Regions from separate parts of the Mus musculus genome. Here all the other regions are linked to region 4. Evidence: chromatin contacts called from public HiChIP or PLAC-seq, Micro-C and promoter capture Hi-C data. All regions are on one chromosome and are shown on one strand. Each heading gives the region's core, a stretch centred on a gene start, on an enhancer-like site or on the middle of the called end of the contact. The rest is flanking DNA. Distances are from core to core; before and after follow the strand shown. Region 1 holds the start of Chn2 (chimerin 2). Region 2 holds the start of Aqp1 (aquaporin 1). Region 3 holds the start of Mindy4 (MINDY lysine 48 deubiquitinase 4). Region 4 holds the start of Plekha8 (pleckstrin homology domain containing, family A (phosphoinositide binding specific) member 8). Region 5 holds the start of 6430584L05Rik (RIKEN cDNA 6430584L05 gene).

Region 1 (2,738 bases), core at 88-2,587, 560 kb before region 4:
GGACTATGTCCTTTTTAGCCATGTTTTTCAAATCGTGCCGCTCCCAATGAGAACACTTTCCGTTTTGCTCTATAATGAGAGTACTTTCATTCCTTTAATGTTTGCTTTTTTTCCCTTTGATCTAACAATTTCTGTTCAAATTTCACAGTTTTTCTGTAGCTTTAGGAATGAAAGAACCGATTACCCTGCTGGGAGCGTGAAACGGATTTTAAAAAATATATATCTGCATGACATTTCCTTCCAGTAAAATTAATTTAGGTTTAAATACAGGAGGATGGCACACACCGGCTCCAGTCCCTTTCTCCGGTACACCTAGGCAATTCCTTATCCTTAAAGGATTCAGTCGCACCTGCTGCAGAGTCAGTCTTTTGTGAAGATCCTACCAAGGGGCAGAGAACCACTTTCTTTGTGTAAGACCGATGCCACCTTTGGGATGTCTCTATTTCTTTTAGCACCGGTCTCAGAAGCATAGTGGACTTTGGGGGCACTGTCCCTGCCAGTGTCTGGGGTACTTAAGTGTAGCTAGATCAGCTCTCTCTGCTTTAGGAGACGCTTCTTGTGGCAGGGCAGGGACCTTCGGTTCCTGACCAACAAAGGACAAATTAAAGGGTGATGGGAAGGGCGCTTCCCAGCCTTGGTGGCATCCTGGCCTGCTCCAAACCCGCACGTAATCCTTAGAGACCTTGTCTTCTCCTTCTGGAAGTACCCCCACCCCTGCACCCCCTCCCCCGAGCTGTGTGGCTGATCCAAACCTAGAGCTTGCTGCCAGTCCCACCACCTTCCTCCTACGACCCCTCCATCCCCTTCTAATTCGGGAAGCAGCACTGTACACTGCTGCCCGGCCCGCCTCGCGTCCCTGGCGGCGTGCCCAACACCTCGGGGCAGGCTCCGAGTCCTGATGGTCTCCACCCCTTGGTCTGCAGCCTCCCCCTGCAGCCAGGGTTGCAGGAGCTGTCAAGCCGGCCGAGCGGATTCAGCCCGGAGCGCCGGCGTTCCTCTCCTTCCTTTGTGTGCGCGCGCGAGCCGAGTTGGGGAGGAGGGAGAAGGGGGAGGTCGCTGTCTATCTGTCTCCCCCGCCTTTGCCCGGGCCGCTCGAAGTGCGGCGGCGGGAGAGGCTGGATCCCTAGAGTCAGTGCCGGGAGCCGAAGGGCGCCCAGGTTCCAGTCGCGCGCAGGGAGCGGGCCCGCGGCGGGGACAGCGGGGACGCCGAGAGAGGTGGTCCCATCCTCCTGGCCGGCCGCCTTGGCCTCGCTGTGCCCCTGCCACCTCGACGCCCGCAGCGGAGTGCGCCCAGGCGCCGAGAGGGACGGCGAGCACGAATAAATAGCGGCGGCGGCAGCGCGTCATCTGGCGGAGCAGGAAGTACAGGCAGAGTCCGGAGGCCGGTGCTTCCCGCGCGTCCCCAGGACTTTGCCATGGGCTGGGGGCCGCGCGGGCTGCGAGCAGCCGGCCGAGGGCAGCGGCGACGCCGCCCGCACCAGGACTGAGAGAGCGGTGACGCGCGGCGCCGAGATGGCAGCATCCAGCAACTCTAGTCTGTCCGGCTCCTCCGTGTCCTCTGGTGAGTTTCAGCGCGCGGGCGCCCGTGCTGGGATGGAGAGTCTACCTGTGGCCGTCCCTCCCGCTCTAGGAGAGCGTGGCGCGGGACACGAGCGTCACTGGGACACTTGTTAAGGTGGTCAACACCTTTGCGTCTGAGCGGTGACAGTGTAGTGGTGGGACTCGGTGGTGTCCTAGGCGTGCGGACCTGGAGTCTGGGGCTCCTGGCGAGCAGTAGCTGCCAGCAGCCTTGCACTTTCTGCACAGCTGGAACAGGGGCAGAAGGCGCAGGGAAGCTGAGGGCACAGCTGGGCTCGGGACCTGTCTGCCTTGGTGCCAGAAACCTTGGATACTCAGAGCCAAAGAAGGGTGCAAACCCCAGCTCCTTGCAGACTCGGATTTCTTTGTTTGTTTCAGAAATTAGCTCCTTGGAGACACTCGCTTGGGGTATGGGTTTGAGAGAGCAGCCAGGACGAAAATGTGTCTTGCTCATCTGACTGAAGTGGGATAGTGGAATGGAGGTTGAGCCCAGCCTCTGACTCCTGGCGTGTTTAGTGTGTGTGTGTGAGTGTGTGTGTGTGTGTGTGTGTGTGTGTGTGTGTGTAGGGACAGACAGAGACAGAGAGACTGTGAGACAGACACAGAGAACATGTGTGCGCGCGGGAGGGGGGCGGTGGGGGCTGTAATTTTACTTTCAAGGCTTCTTTTTTTTTCAGTGTTAAATGTGGCTGGGTGAAAGAAGGGCTTTCAAGCTTTTCTATGGTTGATCAGCAGGTCTAATTGAACAGAAAAAAATGATAATGAATGTGAATGCATAAGAATCAATGGAGGCAGCCCCTCTGGTTTCTGAACATGACAGGTTTCTAATCAGACTGATGCATTAGGTACAGTTCTACTACCCCTTTGGTCACTGAAAACTTTAATAAGAAACCCTGAAGGGATGGCTGGTAAGACATTTGGCATGGTATACAGAACTCAAGGGTCCAAGACAACAGTCTTCAAGTCCTGGTGGGAATGCTCAGTGTGTTACTACTGTATGGTGTCCACAATTGAGTTCCTTTTATTTATTCTCCAAAAATTAAATCCGGAGTGGAGAAGAGATGCAGCACTGGCAGGAAGGCAGGCATTAAAAGGAATCATAGCTATGGATGTGTAACTAATCAGATTGTAGACACAAGGTGACTGTGACCAGTGTAGGT
Region 2 (2,700 bases), core at 175-2,674, 740 kb after region 4:
TCTGTAGGTCACATCTGGTTCCAGGACTGTGGCTGAATACAACCTGGCCCTTGAGGGACAATGTCATTCTCTGTAGGATAGAAGGTGCTTGGCCCTATCTTGACAGATGTCAGACTCAAAGACATTTCTTCTTTCTCAGTGAGTGTTGTTTTTCCACCTCTGATGGGTAAGAAGCCAATGATTCTGATAAGGACTAAGATGGAAAGAGAGGGACCAATCATAACAGGTCCTACCTTGTGGCCACAGAGAGAGCCTCCCTATGGGCCTGGTATACCTTCCAGCACACTCAAACAGTAGGCAAGTGACCGACCAGTTCTCTGGTCCTTTACTCGGGATTTTGGGGGTACACAGGAAACATGGTGGGTGCTTTGTCTGCCCCCACCTCCTCTCCACCCCTCCTGGTGTTGGAAAGTGCCTCTGGTCTCCCTTACCTTCCTCTCTCCTCTTTCTCTATCTAGATTCTTGTCCGGCCTATGTCTCCTCTGCTCCGTTTGTCTCTTCCTGTTTCTGACGTGCTGTTTTTTCCTGTGATGCTAGTGACTGAATCCAGTGCCCAGTTGAATATTGTATGCGTGAGCACATCCATAGCCTGGCCGCTGTCTCCTGCAAGGCTGGAAACCTCTTCCACTTTCCACCATCACTCGGATAATGCTTCCTGTTGCTCTGCCTATCATCCCATCACTGCATCTGTCTCTTAGCCCCAGCCCATGTCTCCCATTCGCTCCTTTTCAGGTCCAGCTGTCATTCCTTCCATCTCTTCAGTGACCTGCTAGCTACTTTATCTATTAGAGAAAAAAAAAAAGCCTAAGCAACATTATCTTCCCCACCCCCTCTCAAATCATGGCCTCAAATTGTTTTAAGTTTGAGGAATTGGGGGAGTTTTCCAGCAACCTTGCTTGGCTAAGGTCTGCCATTGTCTAAAGAATGATAGGTGGCTCCCAGAAAGCTTCTCTACTCCCATCAATGAGGCCCGGGGGGCGAGGACACATCCCCAAAGTGACATGCAGCTGCTTGGCCCAGGCCAGGACATTGGAGGCCAGACTGGCCCACAGATTTCTCAGCCTGAGAACTTCAGATTACTAACTCTGCTCAGAGTGGGATGGGACAGGCAGGCAATTTCTGGTGCCACCTCCAGGGAGGGCAATGTCCGTCTGGGGAGTCCAGACAACCCCTATTCCCCACCCCTTCTAGAGTGCCAGCCTCTGCCCTCAGGCACCCTTGAGCTTTGCAGGCTGGGCGGGGACACCTGGATTTCTCTGGCCCCCTGAGAAGAGCCAGCTTGGAAGAATTTCCCAAAGCCTATTAGAGCAACGGTTGCCTCCTGCCTCCTTACGCTGGGCAGGGCCGAGGGCTGAGGCGGGTGGAGGGAGCAAGGGAGGGCAGGAGGGGGAGAGGAGGAAGGAAAAAGTTGGCAGGCAGACAGCAGAGCCCTGTCTGCATCCATCGCAGCGAGGAGGCTCGTGTGGTGTGGGGCGGGCCAGGAGCAAGGAGAGGCCTTCCTCCCTTTGTGCTCCCCCCACCCAGCCCTATAAATAGGCCCAGCCCAGGCTGTGGCTCAGCTCTTGGAGGGAGTTGAGCACCAGGCATCCAGCGGTTAAGTCGAGGTCCCTGCCAGCATGGCCAGTGAAATCAAGAAGAAGCTCTTCTGGAGGGCTGTGGTGGCTGAGTTCCTGGCCATGACCCTCTTCGTCTTCATCAGCATTGGTTCTGCCCTAGGCTTCAATTACCCACTGGAGAGAAACCAGACGCTGGTCCAGGACAACGTGAAGGTGTCGCTGGCCTTTGGTTTGAGCATCGCTACTCTGGCCCAAAGTGTGGGTCACATCAGCGGTGCTCACCTCAACCCTGCGGTCACACTGGGGCTCCTGCTCAGCTGTCAGATCAGCATCCTCCGGGCTGTCATGTACATCATCGCCCAGTGTGTGGGAGCCATCGTCGCCACGGCCATTCTCTCGGGCATCACCTCCTCCCTAGTCGACAATTCACTTGGCCGCAATGACGTGAGTGGGGTATCTTAGGCTTAGGGTGTCTGTAGGAGAAGACAGAGAGGGAGCTGGCTCCATTTGCCTACTGTACAAGGGGGATACTGAAGAACAGAGAGAAGGATGAAGGTTTCTGGAGTCATGCTGAGAACTGGGGCTAGAACTCAGTTGTACTGCATGGTCTCTTTGCTGGTTGGTGCTGTGAGAATGGAGGAGCTAGACAATATGGTTGTGCCAAAGTCCCCTGCAGAGTAGCTACTGCCAGGAATGAGCTGGAGGGGCAGCTAGGTGCATGCCAGCAGTTCCTCCCCTCTTCTGAGCTACCTGAGCAGTCACCTTCCCCCTTTGCAGTCCCGTGCACTAGGCAACCTCTACCTACTGTCCCGAGTACATTTTCTCCAGCTACCCAGTGTGTTTAAAGCCACTTCTGCAAGTGTCTGAGTGTGACTCTCTTGATAAGTTGCCTGGGCTTCTAATCGGCTTCTAATCCTTAGCCAGGTCCCCAAATCAACTTCCTCAGAAAGTCAGGAGACAGCCCCCTTTCCTCCCTCTACCCCCAATAATTAGACAAAGTTGAGAGAACAATACTCTCTCTGGAGCTTTGGGAGAGTTTTCTAGATACCAGTTCAGGAGAAGGGCTCAGCTCAGCAGTCCCTGGCCACTGAACCGTGGGGCATGCTGGCTTGTTGTGTGCGGAGGTGGAAGCGAAGGTGTGTGA
Region 3 (2,700 bases), core at 195-2,694, 610 kb after region 4:
TACTGTGCTCTCTTCTTGTTTGTGGGTGTGATCTGACCAACTAACTCCCTCAAGCTCCTGTTTCTGTGATGGATCTGAAACCTACAACTGTGGATCACAGTATTTTGTCCCAGCAACAGAAAACAAAACGAAGACAAGCAATTACCGGTTTTTGACATGCAAGCTCTTGTCTTACTTATGTCTATGTAAGAAAGTCTGCCTTGCGCTTTAAATGATAACACATTTACTAGTGTGTCCTTACATCTGAAATAGCAGGTCCCCTGGCAAGGTTCCTGATTGCTATCTTCACTTTACCCACATGCAGCTAAGGTGAGTTTGCAGAGACCTCCTTGGAGGGTTAGACGGTGAGGATGCCTGGAAATTATAACTGTCCTAATACAATGACATCCTCAGGACACCAAAGCGGACCATGAAGTCTCCAGACACAGTGCATGTGCCGTTGGCTGTGAGACAATCTTACATACAACATACCTTTCTAATTTTATAAATGTTTTAAGGTTTCTCAGAATTGAATAATCATACAAACCTAAGATTTTGTGAGTATCACTGCCTGGAAACAATTTTAAGAAAAAAATAAGAAACATTAGTTTAGAGAAAATAATTTGTATGTAGGAGTGTGGGTGATATGTGCTGAGTTGAGAGCATAACGTTCCTAAGTTGAGGTCCTAATGCCTTGTAGCATCTAGAATGTGACTTATCTGGAGGTACAGTAACATTAAAGGAGGTTGTTATGGTGAACACTTAACTGTGTTCAGTGTTCTAAGAAGAGATGAATAATAGCACACAGATACATTTAGAGGGAGGCTCTGTAAAGACACAGAAAGAAGATGTCAACGGGAGGGAACTCGAGCCATAAAAGCCCTGGTGCCACCTGTTCACCAGCTTGCAGGCTACATACAGGATTGCAAGGTAGTAACTTTGTTGTTGAAGCCACAGTCTGCGGCGTTTTATTATAGCAGCCCCAGCAAACCAACGCAACAGGCAAAGTACAGTCCTGGAGAAAGTTGAGGTGCTACCCAAGGGACTGGCAAAGACCTGGGCTTCGGCAGTTTCCCATCCTTCCAGTTTCTAGATGCCAGAAATTGGAGTCTAAGCGCCCTTGCCATAACAGAGGCCAGAACACTGAAGTCTGTGTCTCAAGTGAACCCGGGAGGTAACTGCAATCCTGAGGGTGGACTGTCAGGGCCCTGCTTCCCTGCCAGTTCAGACTTTAAGAACCACAGGGTAGGGCGTGTTTCCCATTTTGTGTATGGAGAAATAGAACCTTTGATTAGGCCAGTGACATCCACCACAAAAAACCAGAGTCAGTCAACTCGGCGCCCAGAACTCATAGGCTAAGTCCCGCCTTCAGCTGCTGGCACAGCAACTGGCAGAGAGTAGCGGCTTGGAGGATGCTCCTCCCTCCCTTCTCTCCCGCCCTCCTAGAACGCTTGTTTCCCAGGAAGGGGAGGAGTTCTTCCTGGCGCGGATGCCACCGTCGCCACGGCAACGCCGCTTTACTGGGCCCAACGGATTAAGGGGCCTGGGGCTGCAGGCGGCCGCGTGGCCTCGTGGGCAGCGCTAGCAGCATGGACAGTCTGTACGTGGAGGAGGTGGCCGCCTCCCTGGTCAGGGAGTTTCTTAGCAGAAAGGTAATGTCTGGACACTCCGAAACCCACTAGTATCTTCTTAAGTTGGGGGGCAACCAGTGGTTTCCATTAGCATCTTTGCACCTTCGAGGGTGGGGGGAGCATTCCATGCCTTCTGTTCGCCTCAGAGATTTCCCCAAGAGCGCCCCTTTCTCGGGACAAGGAAACTACATTTCCCAGAAGCCAGCCCTCCCTAATGCAAGGGCACGTCCACAAAGCCAGGCCTGCGCTTGCTTGGCTGCCCTCCCCTGGTCCCCTCTGTCACAGCAGTGCCAGATTGGCAAGGGTGTCCAGGGCGGAGCAAGTTCTCCCAGCCAGGAGCACAGGACATGTCTGTAGAAAAGAACTTTCTAAAGGAAAGTTCTGGACAGGCAGTCCTTTTGATCATTTTAATCAATGATGGAAATTCTAGCTGCTGAATGAGCTTTTGTGGGGGGAATTATGTAAATTCTCTTACTGCCAGAAGAGTTTTCAAAGTGTTTACAAGTTAGGGAGGCTCTTGAGTCCCCCATGGGGGTCTAGGAGAGGAAGGCACTTCCTAGACTCCAGGAGTCCCACACTGGCTTGTAGTTTACACAAAGGGGCTGAGGACTATACACTAGGGATCTGTGCTTCCACATGATGTCATATTGAGCTGGCCCAAGGGGCACTAATTTGAGATTGAAACATGCATGCGTGTGTGCGTGCGTATGTGTGAGTGTGTGTGTGTGTGTGTGTGTGTGTGTGTGTGTGTGTGTGTGTGTGTTTGCATGGAACAAAGGAAAAGGATTTGAGGTCAGATGGTGGAAGTTTAGGTATGTGCTATTAGTTTGAAATGTAAGTTTGACGTTACTACCTCATCTTCTCTCTAACGGGAACTTTTACAGTCCACTCATGTCTGATGAGTGAGCACTAGTGATGCCCAGGCAGCGCCTAGGTTCTCTTTAAACTCTCTGTGTAGCCCAGACTGTCTTTACACTCTCGATTCTCCTGCCTCTGACTCCTGTATTCGGAAGTACGGGGGCATACCAGCATGCACAGTTGTAATTACTTTCGTCACTGCTTCTGCTCTGGGACAGAGACCTTGTGATCA
Region 4 (2,788 bases), core at 4-2,503:
GGAACTCAAAACAGTAATCAGGAAGCAAGAGCTGATGTAGAGAGGCCATAGAGGAGTGCTGCTTACTGGCTTGCTCAGCCTGCTTTTTTTTTTTTTTTTTAATAGCACCTAGGATCACCTGACCAAGGGTGGCACCACTCTCAGTGAACTGGACCCTTCCACATCAATCAGTATTTAAGAAAAAGCAGTAGAGACTTGCCTACAGGTAAATCTTATGGTTCGGAGATCCTCGTTCCAAATTACTCTAGCCTGCATCAAGTTGCAAAAAACTAGCCCGGAGAGAAGCTAGTTTAAAAAAAAAATTAGGTTAGAAGTTAGTGCCCTGCTTAAGTTCACTTGGCCGAAAAGAATTGGCACTCCACCTTAAGACTTGGCTTGATTTCATTCTACAAACATCGCTGTCAATGAGTGACTGCTAATAATTCGTCACTTATGTGACCTTGGTGGTGAGTAGATAATACTTAAGGACGGAGAGAGAGAGAGAGAGAGAGAGAGAGAGAGAGAGAGCACTTGTTTTAACAATTATACAGCTTAAAGTTCTAAACGGCTGCCCTCATTTCAGATGTAGTCCATTGCTGCAATCTGAGAAGAAACTAGAAATCACCAAAAGAGATTAAAACAACAACAAAACACAAACAAAACAACAACAAAAACAGGGCATTGAGGTGTGCAGTCAGGCAAATAACCAACTAAGTGATATATTATTTATTAAACCTGTCAACCTTACACTAAGGGAAAAAATGCCTGCACTTTAGCCCTTGAGAGCATATTTCTATAACACTAACATTTGGTTGTGTTGTGCTTCTTCTCAACATTCACCTTCCATCTAACCTGTGATAGACACTTTTCTTGGATAAAAATCCTGACAACAGTGCATTTTCATACTTTCATGTACTTAGAAATTCCCCTTGGAGAGCTTGTAAAAGTGCCGATTTTTAATCCAAAAGGTCTGGAACCCCCGAGAGATTTTTTTTTTTTTTTTAACAGAAGCCCAGGTGAAGTCAATGTCTGCGGTCCAGAGACCAAGCTTCCAGTCAAGAGGCCGGCAGTTTGAACAGCGCCTTACACAGAAGTGCATCCGGAAACTACAGACTAGCCTCATCCGAGGATTCCGGGTCTCAGCCCGCATCCTCCTCCACTGACAAACTTGTCATTAAAAGCTGGATCCCTGGAGCCTAGACCCCCATGGGTGACCTGCCACCCGCGTGCGCATCGGAGCCCCGCCCACCGGTCAGCCCCTCCGCGCAGTGGCCAAACCCTGGCGTGGATTTGGTAGCGTGCGCACAGCGCAGTGAGCATGCGCGAGCGCGCCGGGGCGGGCGCTGTGGGCTCAGTGGCCGCAGGAAGGCGCCCGCGACCGCCGCCACAGGGGCCGCGCCTCCCGCGCCTCCCTCGCCTCTCTCTGGCGGCCGCTCTGCGGCGTCCACACCGACTGCGCCAGGCGCAGGCGCAGCCCCCGGGACCCGGAGCTGGTGCTCCCAGGCTGTCGCGGTGACCCCGCCCCCGGGCCCAGGATGTGAGGCCGGCCCGGCGTCCCCGCGGCGGGCCGGGGCGACGAGGGGCCCGCGGGTGCCATGGAGGGCGTGCTGTACAAGTGGACCAACTACCTGAGCGGTGAGTGCCGGCTTCCGTGGGTGCGGTGCGCCAGGCGGCACCCTCCGCCGGCTCGCGGCCCGGATGGAGAGTTGGGTACCGGGTGAAGCCGGCAGCCTGGGTCCGCTGCGGGGTCCACCTCAATCTCGCGAATTGGGTGGGGGGCGGCCTCGCTTGGGCCGCGCAGCCCAGCTGCAGGGTGCCGAGTGCCACCAACCCCTGGATTCCAGAGTCTCCACGCAGTCGATCTCCCTAGGCACCTTCAGGGTCATCCCCCTGCCGACCGAGGTAGTGGAACTCTAGCACCGCAGCCCTAAGCCCTGAAGTGTACGCTGGCGATCGGCCTTTTCTCTCCGAACATTTCTTTTGTTTCAGAACTCTGTCATAAAAATGAATGCAGATATTAACAACGGTGTCCTTGTCTTGCCCAGCACAATGGCTTAAAATAGCACCCTGCCCCCTTTCTAGCTCTTGGAAGCACTTTCCAACTATCCAGAAGTTAGAACTATTCCTCAGCTTTGAAGATGATTCTCAACGAACATTATTTTCATCCAAGCAGCCAGTATTTTATAAGTACTATGCTATATGAACAGTGCTGGGTGCGTTTTAAAGTTAAACTTTTTTGTTAGGGAAAATGGGTTAACATTTAACGTGTCAGTGGGGATGCAGAAACTAGAAATCTTACCAACTAGAGCTAGGGTTTCCCCATCCTTTGGTGGGGCAGTTCTGTAGTAAGGACAGGTGTGTATGGCTTGTGAAGATCTGGCAGAGTAACTTTGAGGAAGTCACAGCCCAGTACAGGCAGAAGTACACCTGTCAGCATGTACCTGGAATCTCCAAGTAGTATAGTAGTTAGCACAGTTAATTCATTTTTTTTAAAATCTCTACCCGAGGGTCTGATGAGAAGGTTTTCCTTAAGACCTGGCCTTCACTTCAAGGATCTCCACTGATGTCAGCAGAGAGATTAGGTTATACAGGAAGAACTCAAAGCTGGCCTGCAGGTCCTTGAATACTGGAAGCCGATTAGCATGTTGTTTAAGAGAAGGCTTGACGGTGCCATTCTCCCAATGCTGTCCTAAATGCTGAGAAGTAGGTGTGTATCTTAATTGTAAACCCTTGAGTCAACTTCACCCTTTACTGTCCTCCTCTGAACCCTAGCCCGGACACACACAAATCACTTTCTTCTCCTGCCCCA
Region 5 (2,700 bases), core at 53-2,552, 800 kb after region 4:
GAGGAGGGCACATGGGTGACTGATGACCAGTCAGTATTAATAATCTGGGAACCTCAACTAGAGAAGGCAGGGTTAGCCTTTCTCGGAGACAAGACATAAGAGACTTGGCTCTATTTGCAAGAGAGCATATGCAGTGGGCATGGAGCTGAGGGGAAGGATGCAGACTGAATGGGACGTGGACCTGGGAGGTTTAGTGTCAGGGTGGAGTAGCAAGCTGAGGAGGAACCCTGGGAGGAGAGGAGGCTCTGTGCATGCAGCTGGGTCCTGGGGTCCTGATAAAGCAAAAGAAGAGACTGCGGGGAGTTGGGGGCATTGTGGAGACAAGGAGAGAGAAGACTAGTAGGGTACTGACCATTTGTCTGGGCATTTCTGTCAGCCAAGGTGAAGGTTGGGGCTTGAGGGACTAGGAGAACTTGGGCCAGAGTCTCCTGAACTCTGGGGCACCTTCAGAGGTCCAGGAATCTCAAGAGGTGGGACTCAACATGGGAGGGATAGCAAAGAGAGAGATAGGGCCAGGATGGAGAGGACCCGGGAGAGCTGCAATTGCTATAGGAAGCCTGTGTCTTGAAGCTTGTGTCTAGAAGCCTGTGATGCCTTTAGCCTGTGGCTTCAGGGGCTCCCAGAGGCCCCACGCCTGGAGCCCTTATGTGGTGTTGGAACATAACAAGAAGCAGCAGGGTTGGATTTATTTTTTCAGTCAGCTCTGATTGGCTCACTCATGTGTATGAACCTCTTCCTGTGGACAGTGCTCTTTCTGGCTGGCTCGCAAGCTTACGCTCATCTCAGCTCTCCATTCTTCCCTCTAGGAGGCTCCAGTTCCCAGATTCAGGGCAATGAAACCAGAATAGCACACACAGCAGCTGTGCTGCCTCAATAATACAAACATCTGGGTCCTGGGGCTGCCAGAGTGGCTGGAGCCTTTCTGCATGCAGACAGCCAACATCTTCCTAGTTAGAATTTCCCCCTGCCCCTACTTTCTCTTTCTTGTCCTCTCTTCCCCTCGAGGTCATTCTAACCCAGGTAGTGTGTTGTTACATGATACGTGATGAGAATGTGTGGCGCTCTCCCTGCCTCTCAGTGAGGAGAAGCAGGTGGGTAGCATACGTGTTCACAGATTCTTTTGGGGCTCTGGCTTCCCTGCAGCAAGTAGGTGGGTCCGCGAGCCTCCCTCCCTCAGAGGCATTGCATAAGCAGCCGCAGCCCTGAGTACATTCCCATGGTTACCGGGCTGGGAAAGGCTGGCCGAGATGGCATCGCCATGGCACCGGCATGGTCCACAGCTCTGCTGGGCGTGGCTCTGGTATGTGTAGCTCTGGTCTCTTGCTGGACAGATGGCCTTCACAGAGGGCCCTCCCAGACATCCAGTGGCCTTGGATATCATGATGTGAGGTAAGCAGACAGGAGCAGTCTGGGTGGAATTTGAGGGCTTCTCATGTCCTCACAGAAGGCCTTCAGTGGCTCAGCCAGCAGCCTTGCTGTGCGGTAGCTCTGAAACCAGTTTTTCCTCATCAAGGGCTCAGCACAGACCAGATGGGCCAAGCCACAGCTCTGCCCATTGCCTACACCCCCTTGGAAGCCCCTTACTCAAGCCCATAGGAATGAGGAATATGGAGCCTGGGCTCCATAGCCATCTGTGTTTGGCCACCCTCAGGCAGGCTGTGCCCAGGGATGCTACAGTCAGGGATAAGATCTTCAGACCTAGGCCTGTCTGGGGGACACAGGAGAAGAAGGGCATGTGAAATGGGTGGTCGAGCTGTCAATGCAGCTGTGGGGATGGCTTGAAAGGAGAAAGTCGGAAAAAGGGGCTGGCAAGAAGGCAGAGGCAAAATTCTGTGTGTCTCTCCATGATCATGTCTGCATATGAAGGCTCAAAGCTAGTCTCTGTGGTGCTAGAGCACAGGAAACTCCATGTAGAAGGTAGTTGGATGGGGAGCAAAGATGCCGTGTGGGGCCCGGGGAAAGCTCAGTAGGCATTCCTCCTATAGGGACACCACCAAGTAGTTCCCTGAAGCTCAAGCTTGCGTCTGTGATTGTCCTATAAGATGTCCCACAAAGGGTCACCCAGTTCTTCCAGCCAACCAATAAGGATCATCCAAATCATTCTAACCAGGGTGATGTCCTAACCCATCCTCTTGTCACAGTTTTCCGTGTGTAAGTCACATCATGCTGCATCAGACTCCATGCAGACCCTAAACTGAGACTCTCTTGTCCTTCACAGCCCATGTAACAAATAGGGACAAAATAAACCTTATCACCTCCCTGACGTGACATTTGTTTTTAAAGTAGGACACCTGGAACAAAAAAGCAGAGTGTCCTCTCATTTGGCTGAGCACTGTGTGTCAAGCCTCTCAAATGGTCCAGAATGTCTGTGAACGTGCAGTAAGTGTCAGCTCTGGAGCTAGCCAGCCAGGAAGTCCTATACAGCAAGGACCAGCTATACATTATCGAAGCATTCCATTTATATGGCCAGTCTTCCCTCTGCTTCACTTACAGCCATATCCACAGATGGAGTGGGTCCTAGTCATGATCCATAGCAGATGTCTGTCTTCAACTGTTTTGTGTTGCTAGGACAAAATGCTTGAAGTTGAGTAATTCGTAAAAACCAGGCATGAGATTAACTCACAGTTCTAGGTGCCCAAGAACATGGGGACATCTCAGATTTGGTGAGGACCTCTAGGTTCCTCAACACGTGGTGGATGC

What was found. Promoter capture Hi-C pulls out the DNA fragments that hold promoters and counts their contacts. A called contact is a pair of places that touch in the nucleus more often than the background predicts. HiChIP or PLAC-seq counts read pairs in DNA pulled down with a chosen protein or histone mark.
Region 1: a Micro-C map of embryonic stem cells shows a contact between it and region 4, with 5 times the contacts expected there. The contact joins the promoter of Chn2 here to the promoter of Plekha8 in region 4. A contact is called at or near these places in 2 of 39 promoter capture datasets (both in liver), 1 of 484 Hi-C or Micro-C datasets (embryonic stem cells) and 1 of 115 datasets of contacts at active chromatin or transcription factors (pancreatic cancer cells).
Region 2: a FOXA1 HiChIP or PLAC-seq map of pancreatic cancer cells shows a contact between it and region 4. The contact joins the promoter of Aqp1 here to the promoter of Plekha8 in region 4. A contact is called at or near these places in 3 of 39 promoter capture datasets (embryonic stem cells, liver and neutrophils), 2 of 115 datasets of contacts at active chromatin or transcription factors (extraembryonic endoderm stem cells and pancreatic cancer cells) and 1 of 9 other capture datasets (liver).
Region 3: a promoter capture Hi-C map of pre-B cells shows a contact between it and region 4. The contact joins the promoter of Mindy4 here to the promoter of Plekha8 in region 4. A contact is called at or near these places in 16 of 39 promoter capture datasets (the 3T3-L1 cell line, 3T3-L1-derived adipocytes, the C10 cell line and 11 more), 2 of 484 Hi-C or Micro-C datasets (muscle stem cells and reprogramming fibroblasts), 11 of 115 datasets of contacts at active chromatin or transcription factors (the NIH/3T3 cell line, astrocytes, craniofacial prominence and 6 more) and 4 of 9 other capture datasets (adipose tissue, liver, macrophages and 1 more).
Region 5: a promoter capture Hi-C map of pre-B cells shows a contact between it and region 4, with 6 times the contacts expected there. The contact joins the promoter of 6430584L05Rik here to the promoter of Plekha8 in region 4. A contact is called at or near these places in 7 of 39 promoter capture datasets (the 3T3-L1 cell line, hippocampal neurons, liver and 2 more), 1 of 15 datasets of contacts at CTCF or cohesin (large pre-B cells) and 1 of 9 other capture datasets (liver).

The regions. Positions count from the first base shown.
Region 1 is chr6:54,038,595-54,041,332 of GRCm38.p6, forward strand. Chn2 (chimerin 2) reads left to right here and starts at 1,338. Exons shown (of 13, transcript NM_001163640.1): 1 at 1,338-1,561. The coding sequence starts at 1,513.
Region 2 is chr6:55,334,875-55,337,574 of GRCm38.p6, forward strand. Aqp1 (aquaporin 1) reads left to right here and starts at 1,425. Exons shown (of 4, transcript NM_007472.2): 1 at 1,425-2,000. The coding sequence starts at 1,617.
Region 3 is chr6:55,201,939-55,204,638 of GRCm38.p6, forward strand. Mindy4 (MINDY lysine 48 deubiquitinase 4) reads left to right here and starts at 1,445. Exons shown (of 18, transcript NM_001142781.1): 1 at 1,445-1,631. The coding sequence starts at 1,569.
Region 4 is chr6:54,593,858-54,596,645 of GRCm38.p6, forward strand. Plekha8 (pleckstrin homology domain containing, family A (phosphoinositide binding specific) member 8) reads left to right here and starts at 1,254. Exons shown (of 14, transcript NM_001164361.1): 1 at 1,254-1,614. The coding sequence starts at 1,575. It also overlaps a transcript of Fkbp14 not described here.
Region 5 is chr6:55,395,585-55,398,284 of GRCm38.p6, forward strand. It overlaps 6430584L05Rik (RIKEN cDNA 6430584L05 gene), which reads left to right and starts at 1,303. Exons shown (of 4, transcript NR_046179.1): 1 at 1,303-1,389.